3 separate regions of the Mus musculus genome follow, and regions 1 and 3 are each linked to region 2. A link is a contact called in public HiChIP or PLAC-seq data. All regions are on one chromosome and are shown on one strand. Each heading gives the region's core, a stretch centred on a gene start, on an enhancer-like site or on the middle of the called end of the contact. The rest is flanking DNA. Distances are from core to core; before and after follow the strand shown.

The links. HiChIP or PLAC-seq counts read pairs in DNA pulled down with a chosen protein or histone mark.
Region 1: a contact with region 2 is called in an H3K27ac HiChIP or PLAC-seq map of embryonic stem cells, with 12 read pairs. The contact joins two enhancer-like sites. A contact is called at or near these places in 1 of 39 promoter capture datasets (liver), 1 of 15 datasets of contacts at CTCF or cohesin (CD8 T cells), 15 of 484 Hi-C or Micro-C datasets (the HPC-7 cell line, Th1 cells, embryonic stem cells and 3 more) and 7 of 115 datasets of contacts at active chromatin or transcription factors (embryonic stem cells and memory CD8 T cells).
Region 3: a contact with region 2 is called in an H3K27ac HiChIP or PLAC-seq map of embryonic stem cells, with 17 read pairs. The contact joins two enhancer-like sites. A contact is called at or near these places in 7 of 39 promoter capture datasets (the 3T3-L1 cell line, 3T3-L1-derived adipocytes, the C10 cell line and 3 more), 1 of 15 datasets of contacts at CTCF or cohesin (embryonic stem cells), 21 of 484 Hi-C or Micro-C datasets (3T3-L1-derived adipocytes, B cells, the C10 cell line and 15 more), 9 of 115 datasets of contacts at active chromatin or transcription factors (bone marrow-derived macrophages, embryonic stem cells, epiblast stem cells and 2 more) and 3 of 9 other capture datasets (adipose tissue, embryonic stem cells and liver).

The regions. Positions count from the first base shown.
Region 1 is chr6:37,824,191-37,827,459 of GRCm38.p6, forward strand. No RefSeq gene overlaps it. Among named protein-coding and RNA genes, the nearest start is that of Trim24, 45 kb to the right of the region's middle. Within about 2 kb of position 1,776, at least 11 of the 459 cell types and tissues checked have an H3K27ac peak or open chromatin away from gene starts, as enhancers often do. A contact at or near this core is called in embryonic stem cells, where this site is marked.
Region 2 is chr6:37,739,543-37,742,677 of GRCm38.p6, forward strand. No RefSeq gene overlaps it. Among named protein-coding and RNA genes, the nearest start is that of Gm38791, 26 kb to the left of the region's middle. Within about 2 kb of position 1,724, at least 10 of the 459 cell types and tissues checked have an H3K27ac peak or open chromatin away from gene starts, as enhancers often do. A contact at or near this core is called in embryonic stem cells and stem cell-derived epiblast-like cells, where this site is marked.
Region 3 is chr6:37,855,714-37,858,669 of GRCm38.p6, forward strand. No RefSeq gene overlaps it. Among named protein-coding and RNA genes, the nearest start is that of Trim24, 14 kb to the right of the region's middle. Within about 2 kb of position 1,683, at least 13 of the 459 cell types and tissues checked have an H3K27ac peak or open chromatin away from gene starts, as enhancers often do. A contact at or near this core is called in embryonic stem cells and stem cell-derived epiblast-like cells, where this site is marked.

The DNA of each region.
Region 1 (3,269 bases), core at 526-3,025, 85 kb after region 2:
CCCACTGTATATATGTACTAGATTTTTCTTAGTCCATTCTTCTGTGGACTGACATCTAGGCTGGTTCCATTTGCTGCTTTTTATGAGTAGTGCAGCAATTAAGGCAGATAGGCACAATTCTCTGTGGTATCTTTACAACTTCTTTCAGGACACAAGAGTAGTGTAACTACAACTAACCAGGCCATAGGGTACATTTTTGTGGTTTGTTTGTCTGGTTGGTTGTTTTGTTATTTGCTTGTTTGTTTTTCAGTTCTTTGAGGAATCTCCACACCAATCTCCCCAGTAGTTGCACAAGTTTCGTTTGCACCAGAATTAAGGATTCCTCTCTTCTCATATCTTCATCCATTTGTTGTGTTTCTTTTCTTTCTTTCCTCCTCTTCTTTTCTCCCTCTTCCTACTCCTTCCTTTTTGGAGACAGGGTCTCAATTGGCCTGGAACTGACTGATGAACTCACATAGATCCTCCTCCCTCTGCCTTTTCTTCAATCATTCATTGGACTATTGGACATTTGTATGTGTCCTTTTGAGTACTGTCTATTCATCTCATTAGCTTGTTTATTGGTTAGATGACTTGGGGGATGAGGGTTGATGCTTAGTGTGTGTGTGTGTTTATGTATTTTAGATATAACTCTGGGGGGGGGGGGGTCTAGACAATGGTTGGCAATAATTATTTTCCCATCTGCTACATCCACTCTAGTAGTGACACACGTGACAGGCCCAAAAACCTGGATGTAGTCCTGAGGCAAAAAGTTCACAGAAACTTAGTCTCCTAGAACCATGGCATCCTGTATAACGAATGCTCCAATAATGTCCTTGCTTTAGTCGTTGAACGGATCTGCTTGCCCTCAGTATTGTTTTACTATAGGTGTCTCCAAGCAATGACTTGCCAAATACCTAAGCAAAATTGAACTTTGCTTCCTGGCCTTCACCAATGTCCGAAGTAATCCTTGAGCTGACCATGAGCTTTGAATTCAGTAAGAATGTTGCCTATTCGGTGACATTCAGAATTGCCTCTAGTATCGTAAGAGAGACAGTGAAAGAAATCAGGCATTACTATCTACTACATATAGTTAGAAATCTCAGGGCAAGCTTAGCAACATAAGTTTAGAATTCTTATTATAATTATGTATGGTAGACTACATTACTTATTAGTAGAAAGTCCCTTAGAATAATAGCTACCACTTAGAATAATAGCTGAGCTACTCCCATATGCAAGAATTTACAATGACCTAGGAAGAAGGAAGGTTGTGGTCTAAGAAGGAATTGGAGTAAATACTTAGAACTATAGATAGCTGAGTTACACCCACACACAGGAATTTGCAATGGCCTAGGGGGAAGGTAGACTATACAATAGACTAGAATTAGAACTAAGGCAAGGGCACGAAGCCCTTGCCCCTGGCTTCTAAGATTAAGCTGACCTTAGGTGGAACTGCTTTTGATCCCAGTTGTTAACACTGATTTTATCCCAGTTGGTTCCTGTTAGCTTTTAAGTACACATTCCTCTGTTTTGTTGTCAAAGTAATTTTGCATCAGATAACTTCAATGTACCTTGAATGGCCTTAATGTATCACTTAATTTCTTTTATATTATAAAAGACTGATGCTCACTTTGACAAAAATACATTCAGATACCACACTCCCTTTGGTCTGTATTTTTTTGTCATCCGTGCCAACTCCTTGCTGGTCTGTAACCACCGAACCCAAGTTTTGCCTGTGGATTGAGGACCCAAGTGAGGTCTGTGTGCAGCACCCATTCTGTAGGCAGTCTCTTCATTATGGTGATTGCTTCCTCTGTTATTCAGAAGGTTCTACTTGTCAATCTAGGACAGCGTCCAGTGCTGTTGGAGTCCTTTTCAGAAAGTTCTGCCTGTGTCTCGAGCGCTTTCCCTGAATCTGCCTTCAGCCGTTTCAGTTTCAGGTCAATGTTGGATCCACGATGAACTGATTTTTGTGCGGGATGAGAGATACAGGTCAAATTTCAATTTTCAGCATGTATGAATCCGGTTTTGCCAGGACTATCCATTCTCTTTCTTTAAAGAGGCTATCTTCTCCAACGTATTTTTTAAAACAGCTTTGTCAGAAATTAGGTTGCTATTAACAGTATGGTTTCATCTCTGGCTCCTCTATTCTATGTCACTAGTTTTTATGTCTGTTTTGTCCGTCTTTGTTACTGTGTCTGTATAATATAATTTGAGATCTGATATTGCTATGCCTGCCATTGTTCTTTATGCTAAGGATTGCTTTGTCTATAGGGCCTTTTGTGCTCTCAAATACATTTTACGATTTCTTTTTCTATTTCTGTGAAGAATATAATAGTTCCATTGAATAAATCCTCCTCTAGAATGCTGTTATCTCATTACGAGTCTCTACTGGTTATCTCAGATCCTTGCCTCCCATGCATTCTTATGTTTCATCTCTTAATCATTTTGCAAAGTTCTTGGATGTTGTGGGTCATCCTCATCCCAACAATCTTGTCATTAGGAACGAGGTCACCTTGCCTGCAGCCACATCATCACCAGCTTGTCATGCAACACATTACCGCTGTCGCCACAAATTGAGTACCCATTATAAAGGCCCCTGCCATAATGTCCCACCCTCTGTCTCTGTCTCTTTGTCTCTCTCCCTCCCTCACAACCCTTCTCTCACTCCTGCTCAAAGGTGGCCTTCCTCTACCCCCAACAAATCTCTCACATAATATCTGTAATATCTGTTCCATAATGTGACTCTGAGGCATTCCTTGGGTCCAACCTGCCAAGGTACTCTTCCACGGCAACACCCTAATGCTTGTAGATATCCCTAGTTTTTTCTTCTGCTTGGCGAGTCTGTTGGTGATGGTTCTGTTGTTTTTTGTATTTGATTTGTTGAGCTTTTTATTTCCAGAATTTCTACTTTACCCCCCAAAATCTTCATTTTCTCATTGTCTTTTTCTTTCCCACCACTGACATTTCCATTCGCATCTCTAATTTCCCTATTTATTTTGCCAGCAGCTTTTTCTTCTGTTGCTGATTCTTCTCTCTGGGTAGTGGATAAATTCCTCTGCTTGTTTCTATCTTTGTGCTCATTGATTTGGGTCAACTTGACACAAATCTAGACATATTTGGGAAAAGAGAATCTTAATTGAGAAAATGCCTCCATTGGCAAGTCTGTGAGGTAGTTTCTTGATTAATGATTAGTGGGGGGGGGGGGGGGGGCGCAGATTACTGTGGGTGATGCCATTGCAAGCAGGTGGTCCTGAGGTGTATGAGAAAGCAGACTGAGAAAGCAAGCCAGT
Region 2 (3,135 bases), core at 474-2,973:
TGTCATTTATGTGCATCCTGCATCATTTAAAAAGTTATTCTCAGGATGTATGTAATGGTACACACCTTTACTCCCAGCACCAGGGAGCCAGAGGCAGGTAGATCTGTGTGAGTTGGAGGTTAGTCTGGTCTACAGAGTGAGTTCTAGTTCTTTTTTTTTTTTTTTCTGGAATTTCTTTCAAAAAGTTTATCTTCAAACAGATGATGGTGGTACTCACAGGCATTTAAGGTAATTCTCGACTACAACACAGTGAGATTGAAACCAACCTAGGACTACATGAAACTCTGCCATTAAAAAAAAATCAACACACACATTCAAACAGACACACACGTAATGTGGTAGCTCATCTTGTCAACTTGACGCATCCACAGGACATTTCGAGAAAGGTTTAACTCAAGAGAGAAAATCTAGTCTGAATTCCACGGGTTGGATCCAAGATGAAGGAAACAGAGAAGAGGAACTGAGTCTCAGCATCCATCTGGTGCTGCTCCGTGCCCCAGGCTCCCTGCCCCAGGCTCCCTGCTCTAATGGACTTACCCTCAAACCCTGTACCCAAACAAACTAAAGTAGCTAATAAGCACAGGCAAAAAAGTGTTTCGTTCTTGACTAGTAGTCTGATAGGTGTCTGAGATACTATGTTAAAAAAAAAAAAAACAAAAACCACTCCCAGGACTGGGGATATAGCTAAAATCGTAGTGCTTACCTAAAATGCCTCCAAGCCCTGGTTCTATCCCCAGGTCACAACATAACCCAGCACACACTTGTAATCCCAGTGTGTGAGAGATGAGGGGGGAAGATCATCCTCTGTTACATGGTGGACTTGCAGTCAGCCTGTGACACCCAAGACCTGTTGGGATCCATTAAGACAACACAATTGTCCTGATCTCTGAATTGGGCTTTTCCCCTCCCCCCGCCCCCCCCAGAAGAAAAGGGGGTCAAAAGCGGGCCACTGACCCACCGCTCCGAGAACAACCACAGATTGTTCCAGCCCTAAGTCAGCGCTGGATGTCCTGACCTCAAGATGTACCCTGATACCACCAAGTTCCTGCTTCCCCCTGTAGTTGCAAAAAGAAAAATTTCTGCTGCCCCATCCCTCCTGCTGAGAAATACTTCCCCTTTTGCTTGAGCATTTAAGCCTTAAGCCTTGCTAATACAGTGGGACCTTGATGCTACTCAGACTGCTTCCGTGTGTCATTCATTGCACAAGGTTCTCGTCTCTCTCTACCCCCCATTTGATTCTTAGGAGAAGGTCCCCTCGAGACCCTCAAATAACTGGACCTGCTGGATGGGTCAAAGACCCTGTCAGAGAGAGGGAGGGAGGGAGGGAGAGAGAGAGAGAGAGAGAGAGAGAGAGAGAGAGAGAGAGAGAGAGAGAGAGAGAGAAAGAAGGAAAAAGAAAGTTATTTCCACTGAAGACTTTGCAAACATCCTTTTATTTGCAAACTCACCACGACTGTTACAAACCCGACATTCTAGTCGCTATTTCTCTGCAATGACTTACTCATTAATTCTTAGTAGTGCTGGTTTTCTAGTTTGTAACCTCCCCCAGCCTGAAACAGGCTGGTTCAGACTCCTTTGCCACTGAGAATTAGACCACCTGGGGTGGAGCCTTCCTGCCTAGATGGCTCTATTGTTAGTTGCTGCCACTGCTCACCTTCAAGACGTTGCTACCTGCTGAGAGGCCCCTGAGATATTCTGAAGACTACACCCTATCCTGCATGTTGTCACCTGCAGCTGGTTCCAGGCACCAAGAATGGATTGGCAGGAATGGGCCTCCACCACCACCCCCCAACCCCCTTTATAAGCACAGATTGCTATCTGCCTGCCACCCAGGTGTACCTGGTCCATGTGAGCTGCGGGCCGGCTGGCAACAGTCTGGCACCCGGCCCAGGGACCTGAGGAACAGCAGGAAAATGCTGAAAGAATGCTGCTTCATGTGGAGCTCCACCGGAAGAAAAAGGAAAGGATCCTATTGGGCACCGGAGCAACAGGTACATATGCTAGCGCTAGCTTAAAACTTCATTTTTTAAAGTGTTGCTGGAGGGTGCAGAAGGATACGGGCTAAGTTTGGAATCAGCGCTAACCCAATGCTGGTTTCCACTTAGGTTAGCAGCAAATTATTCGGAACTAGGAACTCAATCAAGCAGTTGTCCGCAGCTTTCAAGAGCTACTTCAGGCAAAAGGAGTAGGGCTTGAAGTACAATTGTTAGAAAATTTTTTAGATAAGATGGATTCTTGTTGCCCATGGTTCAAGGAAGAAGAAACTTTAGATATCAGAATCTGGGAGAGAATTGGAGAAACTTTGAAAATCACTCAGGCAGATAATTTCACACTTTGCCTCTGGGCACTCGTAAAAGATGCTATTGAAAAGGTGATCTTGCAGGGGTCAGATAGTACCCAGGCAGAGCTTGATGAATCTCAGGAAGAGCGCCTGTCAGAGAGGGCCTTCTCAGAAAAGGGTCCTCTCAACTCTAAATTTGATAGATATAGAGACTCTGACGATGAGCTACTTTTAGACAAAGAAGATCACTCAGAAAGAGGAACCGCCTCTTCATAGTGCAGGAAGGCTCCACCCCAGGTGGTCTAATTCTCAGAGGCAACGGAGTCTGAACCAGCCTGTTTCAGGCTGGGGGAGGTTACACTAGTTGAACAAATCCAACTAAAACGGGCTGTGTGTATCATATCAATTCTTTGACTCAATGTTCTAAGCGCTCTGTGGAGGGTCTCCCATCAGTCTCGGTTGAGGTCAGCTGTTTCCTTAATATCTGTACAGCAAAAGAAACTGCAGGGAATACCGGTTAGCAGGTGGGATTCCATGTGGAACTCACTGGGCAGCCACAGTTCTCCACAGTGCGGTTTCTGTTGCTGTGTAACATTGTTCAGAATCTTAGTTACATAAAACAATGATACTTTTGTTATTATCAGGACTTGGTAGGCCAGTAATTCCATCAGTAAGTCAGTGACTTGCAACTCAGGTTGCTTACATGACCAGGGAGCTGAAGGGTCTCGCATAGCCAGGCTGGCCTCAAGTTTGCCATATGGCCGAGGTTGGCCTCAAGTATGCCATATAGCCCAGGCTGGCCTCAAGTTTGCCATGTAGCAAAGGATGTTCTTAAACTCTTGATCCTGCCTCTA
Region 3 (2,956 bases), core at 433-2,932, 120 kb after region 2:
GCCACACAACAATATAGTATAGAATATTTTTTTCAGGGCATGGGGAGGGGAGTTAAGAGGGTAGTAGAGGCAGAGAAAGGCAGAGAAGGAGAGAGAGTAGAGCAGTAGAAGCTGGCCATGAGCACGTGGAGAGAGAGGGGAGATGAGAATGGGGAAGGGGGAAGGAGTAAAAGGACAGAGAGGGCAAGAGCAAGAGAGAGAGGAGGGACAAACAGCCCCTTTTATAGTGAGTCAGGTAACTGTGGGGCAGAGCATACCTGGCTATTGCCAGGTAACTTGGGGTTGAACTTAGACAAAATGCTAACACTAACAAGTCCAATTTGAAGGCTCTGTCCAATTATACCTCTGAAAGGTTCTCTTTCTGGTGTGTAGACCTCCCACAGGCCACATGTAGCCTTTCCTTGATGTTGTCAAGTTTGCTGAGAGGAGGAAAGCTCTATCTGTCTTCCTCTTTTGAAGGCATGGATCTAATGGAATTGAGCTTGACATACATATAGTAAGAAACACATAATTTGTTTTGTCTGTTAAGGGCCAACTAACTCCATTTTTCCTCCTTTTTTAGTGAAACATAGTGTTAGAATTTGCTTTAAGCCCGGCGTGGTGGCACATGCCTTTAATCCCAGCACTCCGGAGGCAGAGGCAGGCGGATTTCTGAGTTCGAGGCCAGCCTGGTCTACAAAGTGAGCTCCAGGACAGCCAGGGCTATACAGAGAAACCCTGTCTTGAAAAAAAAAAAAAAAAAAAAAAAAATTTGCTTTATTTCTATGTAGTTCCCTGTGGTGTTTCTTCTGTAATCATGTCCAAGCTTGTGGTTTTTTTTTTTTTTTTTTTTTTTTTTTTTGGTTTCCGAGTCAGGGTTTCTCTGTGTAGCCCTGGCTGTCCTGGAACTCACTTTGTAGACCATGCTGGCCTCGAACTCAGAAATCCGCCTCCCGAGTGCTGGGATTAAAGGCCAAGCCTGGTTTTTTGTTTGTTTTTGTTGGTTTTGTTCGTTTGGTGTGCTTTTTACTTGTTCTTCCTTTATAATCTTGTGATTTACATGTCCTAAGTTGTTTCTGTTGTTTTATTATATGTTACAAGAACTGGCTGACCATAACACCATAACATATATCTTTTCCCATAATCATAAAAATAGCTAACTAATTTACTAACTGCAAAAATTCTGCTTTTGCGCCGGGCGGTGGTGGCACATGCCTTTAATCCCAGCACTTGGGAGGCAGAGGCAGGCAGATTTCTGAGTTCAAGGCCAGCCTGGTCTACAGAGTGAGTTCCAGGACAGCCAGGGCTATACAGAGAAACCCTGCCTCGAAAATCAAAAAAAATAAAAATAAAAAAATGCTGCTTTTGCAATCAAAGGTCAGACAGAGCCTGACTATAAAAGGTTCCCTTGCTTTTTAGTCAGGGCTACTTCTCACTCCTACTTCCAGTGAGATTGCAAGTTTAGTCTAGCCATAAAAAAAATTTCACATTGAAACATTCCTGTGTTTGCTCCTGGTTTTTCTCATCACAATGTTGTCTTAGTTATTTTTATATTGCTGTAATAAAAGGCCATGATCCAAGTAACTTGGGGAAGAAAAAGAAGTCAGGGTAGGAACTCAAGGCAGGAGAGTGGAGGCAGTGAATGAAGCAGAGGCCAGAGGCCATGGAGGAAGGCTGCTTACCGGCCTGCTCAGCTTCCTTTCTTACACAACCCAGGCCCATCTGCCAAGGACCATTCCCTCTCACATCAATCATTAAACAATGAAATGCCCATACACTTGCCTACAAGATGAAGGTATTTTCTCAATTGAGGTTCTCCCTTCCCCGAAGACTCTAGTTCTAACAAATTGACATAAAATAATTAACCAGGACTTGTGTTTGTCCCAGTTCCTGACACCCTTGTAAGGTCCTGAATGACAGAGATAAAGGGAGAATATTTTATTCTAATATACCTTTGGCTTTGGTGGCTTTCAGAGACGCTGCATCAGAATCCTTGGAATTTCCTGAGTGATAGATGAGTACTGAGAGCCTTCTGTTATTCATATTGAGCTTCTTCCTCCATGCATAGGTGAGAGTCACCTAGGGCTCTTTCAAGGTAAACACCTAGTAGGGGAATTGGTACTTTCCCCGCCCCACCACCTCTGTTAAGGGACAGGGGCCAGAAATGGATTCAGCCTGGACAAAGATTTAATCACCTGTGTAATGAAGCCTCCATAAAAACCTATAACTGATAAGGTTTGGAGAGCTTCCGGGGTGGCAACAAAACAAAACAAGTATTGGGGGAACAGTGCCCCCTGTGCAACCACACCTCCCATGATCGCCTGACCTCCCTGAGATTTCATCTTTGTAATGCATCATAAATGAATGAAGCAGTGTGTTCTGGAGGTTTAGCTACCTGCTCTAGCATGGAAAAGGATGGTGGGTGAATAAAGAAAAAAGAAATAAAAAGGAAAGGAAATGTCATGGCTGCTCCTAGCTGTGGTGAAGAAGAAACTTTATTGTGAATAATATTGTGTTGTAAATATATTCTTAAGGTCTACGATGGTTAGATAGGACTGGACTACAAAACATCCAATCCTGCTGGCTATAGTGGCTCATGCCTTTAATCCTAGAGCTTGGGAGACAGAGATAGGCAGATCTCCATGAGTTCAAGGCCTGCCTGGATGACACAACAGCCAGAGCTACATAGTGAGACCCTGTCGTTCTAGGGAGTGCTATCAATCTCTTTACCTCCTCGTTCTTCTAGTTCCTGGATGCGTTTTTTCCCTTCCTTCCTTCCTTCTTTCCTCCCTCCCTCCCTTCTTTTCTTTCTTTCTTTCTTTCTTTCTTTCTTTCTTTCTTTCTTTCTTTCTTTCTTTCTTTCTTTCTGTTGTTTGTTCGTTTTTGGTTTAGTTGTTTAGTTGTTTGTTTTGAGACAGGGTTTTGAGGGACCCTAAGGGCTTTTCCAGTCCCAAACCCTCCTTACAGCTTCCCCCTC